Regions from separate parts of the Canis lupus genome. Here region 1 is linked to region 2. A link is a contact called in public Hi-C data. All regions are on one chromosome and are shown on one strand. Each heading gives the region's core, a stretch centred on a gene start, on an enhancer-like site or on the middle of the called end of the contact. The rest is flanking DNA. Distances are from core to core; before and after follow the strand shown. Region 1 holds the start of RCAN1 (calcipressin-1). Region 2 holds the start of SMIM11A (small integral membrane protein 11A).

Region 1 (2,700 bases), core at 111-2,610, 210 kb before region 2:
CTCGTCCCAGTCATTAACAGCAAAGCTGAAATTCAGACCTAGGTTTTCACTGCATCACGTCGTCTTTCACGGCGAAGGAATTCCATCTATTCTGCCTGCCAGGGGAGAGAGAGAGAGAGAGAGAGAGAGAGAGAGAGAGAGAGAGAGAGAGAGAAGCTGTTTTGAGAACTTGTGCATTCCCTCTATAAACTTCCCCAATGGTAGGGGCCGATGTTTTGTTCCTTTCATTATCTACCTCCTCTTGTACATAGCACTTAGTGGTAACTCAAACATTTACTTCTGATTATGTGAATTTTGAACAATGCTAGAATGACTAATAAGCTGAAATATAAAAATAACGTATTGCCGTCAACAGCCTAGTGCAACGATAAAAATAAGGTACTGCCGTCAACAGTCTAGGGCAACGCTCACTGCGTCTATATGCGATCATATACGGTAAGCATCTAACCGCTCGCCTTCCCTCTATAAGCTCCATGATAGGGACCGATGCTTCGTTCCTTTCATTATCTATCTCCTCTTGTACATAGCACTTACTGGTAACCCAAATACTCACTTCTGATCATATAAATTTTGAACAATGATAGATAAGCTGACTTATAAAAATAAGGCTGGTGCAACGCCTGCTGCGACTATATGCGATCATATACGGTAAGCATCTAACCGCTCGCCTTCCCTCTACAAACTCCCCAATGGTAGGGACCGATGCTTCTTCCTTTCATTATCTATCTCCTCTTGTAGATAGCACTTAGTGGTAACCCAAAAATTTACATTGTTTAAATTTTGAACAATGATGACTAATAAGCGGACATACAAAAATAAGGCTGGTGCATCGCCTGCTGCGACTATATGCGATCATATACGGTAAGCATCTAACCGCTTGCCGATAGCCACGGAGCCACAGCCAAAACTGAATCTCGCTTAAATCCCCCCAGAGTTGGCCTGCGAGCCTCCAAACGTCACCGCCTGGGGAACCAGAGAAGCGCTGCGGCTCCAGGTACCATCCGGCGCCCAAGACGCTGCCTGGCGCCGCGCAGCTGACACCAGCCGCCGGAAAAGTGGAACTGGCTGAACAGGCCTTTGCCCCTAACCAGTATGGCCACCGCGAGGCTTCGGGTTGAGGGCGGTAGCATGAGGGTCACGTGAGGACAATCCCGTTCCCTTATTGGCTTCCTCTCCTGGAAGGGCGGGGCACCGTCGACCGCGGGGCGGGGCGGCCTTAAAGGGCCCGCCGCTAAGCCCTCCCGAGCTCCGCCCCCGGGGCTGGGCGGGGCCTGCGCGCGGAGGCCGCGTCGGGAGCGGGGCGGGGGAGCCCCGGTGAGCGCCGCCGGCAGCGACGGGAGCCGGAGGGGGTGAGCCGCCGAGTCGGCGGGCGGGAGAGCGCGAGGGGCGCGCGCGCGAGCCCGGCCCGGCCGACGGGGGCGCACGGGGGGCGCGCGGGCTGGGGCGCGGGGATGGAGGACGCCGTGGCCGGGCCCCGGCTCCGGGCGGCGGCCGAGGCGGCCGAGGCGCGAGCGCAGCCCGGGGGGACGCTTCGGCCCTTCGCGCCGTTCTCGGGGGCGGCCGAGGCCGACGAGGGCGGCGGCGACTGGAGCTTCATCGACTGCGAGATGGAGGAGGTGGACCTGCAGGACCTGCCGAGCGCCACCATCGCCTGCCACCTGGACCCGCGCGTGTTCGTGGACGGCCTGTGCCGGGTGAGGGCCGGGCCGTCGGGGGAGGGCGGAGGGCGGAGGGCGGAGGGCGGAGGGCGGACACTTGTTGCCCGGAGGCGGCGGCGCGGGCAGCCTGTGCAGCCGGGGGCCCGGGGCAGCCGGTGCAGCGCGGGTCGCCGCGCGCGGGCCGCTCCTGGCCGGGCGGGGGCGCGCTCCCCGGGGCTCCCGGGTCCCCGAGCACCTGCCGGGCCGGGCCGGGCCGCGCGCGCACCCCGAGGCGGGGCTCCGGGCGCAGCGCCGTGGACCGCGGCTGGTCCTCGCCTCCCGGAGACGCGGGTGCCCCGGGGTGGGCGCAGCGGGGGGGGGGGGGGGCCGGGAGCGCGCACTGCCGCCCCCGGGGCACGCTGCACCGTCGCTCTGCGCTTAGTAACTCCTTTGGGGAAGGGGGCTCCCCTCATTCATCGGGAGCTGGGAACAGACGTGCAGCGGCGACGTGACTCACTGTTCATAAATAGGACAACGTCCCTGCATTCTCAATCTGCACTCTTGGAAGAAAAGCCAATGTTTGGGTGAGGATCTGTGGTTGCTCATTATCCTGTGGCTGGCCAGTTTTGGTGGAACAGTGTTGGGGAGGGCAAAGGGGGGGGAATGGGGAGGGGGAAGGGACCCATTCTCTAGGCCCTTACAATAGTCAGGAATCTTGCTACGTGAAGGGGTGACATGCCACCATCGGGACACTCAGTACATGAGGAGCTCATTTTTAATTATTATTATTATTATTATTATTATTATTATTTTAAATAGCTACCCAGTTTAGAAACTTAGGAGGGTGAGGGGGCAGGTATGAGTAATCAGTGGTGGTGGCGTGGCGGGGAGGAGGAATTTATTTCAGATCTGCAATTAGCGTGCACAATAGAATTTGGACAACGGAGGCATTGCAGAATAAAGCCTGTCTTTGAGAGATATGCCTCAGGAGGAGAGCAGCTGTCAAAAAAAAAAAAAAAAAGTGATGCTTTCCATGCTTGGCTCTGGGTCTGCGTATACTGTC
Region 2 (2,700 bases), core at 128-2,627:
CAGGACTTCAGCAAAGGAGAACTGAGAAAGCTAAAAACATCCGCAGGCTCTTAGCTCCGGCACCGCAGGTGCACACCTGCTGCAGTATTAGACACAGGCGCAGGTGGTATCTGAGGGCCGCACTGCAAAAGCCAACGAGACAGGGGCAATTCTGAGGTATAAAATCTAAGAAGTGCAGGGAGTTTTAGACTTTCTCTGGACTCATCCACAATCTTAGCTTAACATCTGAAAAATAGCAATGCCTTGGATAGAAATGGTTCTGTCTCCTTTACTGCAAAAAAAAAAAAAAAAAAAAAAGTCTCATTTTTTTCCTTTGCCAGTTTTCTCCCCCAAAACCAGAAGCCCCATCCACCGATGAAAGCAATCTGGGGGCGGGGGGGGGGGGGGGGTGGATTCCCGGGTGGCTCAGCGGTTTGGCACCTGCCTTTGGCCCAGGGTGTGACCCCGGGGACCTGGGATCAAGTCCCACATCGGGCTCCCTGCATGGGGCCTGCTTCTCCCTCTGCCTGTGTCCCTGCCTCTGTGTCTCTCATTGATAAATAAAATCTTAAAAGAAAAAAGAAAGCCATCTGAACAGAATATCGTCCACAATCTACGTTTCCTTCTTGGCACCCCTAACAACCTCCAGGGCCGTCTGTGTCTTGGTGCCTCCGCCACTAAGCGGGACCCTGAGCCTTGCGAGCGCGGGCGCATCCCCAGGCTCTCCCCGGGGCACCCCAACTCTTCCCCCGCTCGTTGGCAGTTGAGAGGTTGGGGGGTGGGGTGGCAGCTGCAGGTGCCCGGGCCGCGGACCCCGCGAGGCCTGGACGACCGGGCCGGGGCGACGACCCGCAGGTGGGGGCTGCGGCGGCTGGCACCCTCCCGCCCCCGCCCCCGCCCCGCCGACCCGGCGCCGGCCGGCGGGCATCCGCGACAGCAGGCGCAGACGCGGGGCGGCCACGCGACTCCCCAGCGCCCTAAAGAGCGGCCGGGCCTCGGGTCAGGCTCCGCTGACCGATGTCACCCACTTACAGCTGCAGGCCGCGGAGGAGCCGGCGCCAGGCCTGCACAGGAAGCGAGACTCCCAGCGTGCGGGGAGGAAACTACACATCCCGAAATGCACCGCAGCGCGCGCCGGCGCAGTGGGCCCGGGCTGCTGGGCGGGGGGGGGGGGGGGGGGCGGCGCGCAGGCGCAGCGCGGGGCGGGTCACGATTGGTGGTCCAGGCGCGGAGATGCGCGCGTCCTGCGCTCACCTGAGCTGCGGGCGCACGGAGGCGGGGAGTCCTGCGCCCCGAGGATCGAGTCTACAAACTTAGCGTTCATCTTGTTTGACAAAATGCGTGCATCTTCCCCAGGGACGGCGCCAGCCCGCGGTGCTGGCTTCCCCGGCTCCCGCTTCAGCGCGCGGTCCCTGCCCCACGGGAGGGCGCGCCCGACCCCAGATCGAGGCCGGGGCCACCCCCGGGCGTGTTCCCGGAGCTCGCTCTCCGGGCTCGGCTCCCCCTCGGGACTGAGGACCCCTGCAAGCGGAGACTGAGCGGCTGGCGCGAGAGAACGCGCGGCTTGGCAACGACGCGCTCCGCTGGATCCGAACCCGGGGGGCCGAACGCCAGATCGCATGGTGACGTGTGTGGTGATGAAGGACAGGATGCCGGGGTGCAGAGGAAGGGACAGCCCGAGCGGCGGAGGCTTTAGTTCTGCCCACAAGCCAAGTTTTCCGATAGAAAGTGACAAAGCTAGGGATGCTCTATGGCTCGGTGGTTGAGCGTCTGCCTTTGGCTCAGGTCTGACCCCGCCGGGTCATGAGATCGAGGCCCACATCTGGCTCTTCGGGGATGAGCCTCTCTTTCATCCCTCTTAGTCTCTGCCTCTCGCTGTCTCTGTGTCTCTCAAGAGTAAATAAATGAAATCCTTTTAAAAAGGGGGGGGGGGAGGATAAAACTAGCTTTGTCCTGAGCACTGTGAGGTCCCACTGAAGTCTCACAAGAAGACCATAGAGGAGGTAAAATAGCCAACTCGCAGGTGAGGAAGTGGAGGCACTAAGAGATTAAAGGGATTTGCTCAGGGTTGTTTTTACATTTTATTTATTTATTCATGAGACAAAGAGAGAGAGAGTCAGAGGCAGAGACACAGGCAGAGGGAGAAGCAGGCTCCATGCAGGGAGCCCTATGTGAGACTCAATCCTGGGTCTCCAGGATCACGCCCTGGGCTGAAGGTAGCGCTAAACCGCTGAGCCACTCGGGCTGCCCTCTGCCCAGGATCTTTTTTTTTTTTATTATTATTTTTTATTGGTGTTCAATTTGCCAACATATAGAGTAACACCCAGTGCTCATCCCATCAAGTGCCCCCTTCAGTGCCCCTCACCCAGTCACCCCCACCCCCCGCCCACCTCCCTTTCTACCACCCCTAGTTCCTTTCCCAGAGTTAGGAGTCTCTCATGTTCTGTCTCCCTCTCTGATAGTTCCCACTCATTTTTTCTCCTTTCCCCTTTATTGCCTTTCACTATTTTTTATATTCCCCAAATGAATGAGACCATATATTAGAAATGACAAATACCCACCATTTGCTTCGATGTGGCTGGAACTGGAGGGTATTATGCTGAGTGAAATAAGTCAATTGGAGAAGGACAAACATTATATGCCCAGGATTTTAAAGCCAACCAGTGCCACAGCTGGAAGCTGACGCTCAGTAGTCTGGATGTAGACTCCTATATGTAGACT

What was found. Hi-C and Micro-C count contacts between places; a contact is called where the count stands out from the background.
Region 1: a Hi-C map of blood shows a contact between it and region 2, with 1.8 times the contacts expected there. The contact joins the promoter of RCAN1 here to the promoter of SMIM11A in region 2. A contact is called at or near these places in 2 of 9 Hi-C or Micro-C datasets (both in blood).

Annotation. Positions count from the first base shown.
Region 1 is chr31:29,673,517-29,676,216 of UU_Cfam_GSD_1.0, reverse strand. RCAN1 (calcipressin-1) reads left to right here and starts at 1,360. Exons shown (of 4, transcript XM_038581430.1): 1 at 1,360-1,694. The coding sequence starts at 1,452. It overlaps CLIC6 (chloride intracellular channel protein 6), which reads right to left and starts at 1,109. Exons shown (of 10, transcript XM_038581426.1): 1 at 812-1,109; 2 at 1-95.
Region 2 is chr31:29,461,303-29,464,002 of UU_Cfam_GSD_1.0, reverse strand. It overlaps SMIM11A (small integral membrane protein 11A), which reads right to left and starts at 1,377. Exons shown (of 4, transcript XM_038581421.1): 1 at 1,234-1,377.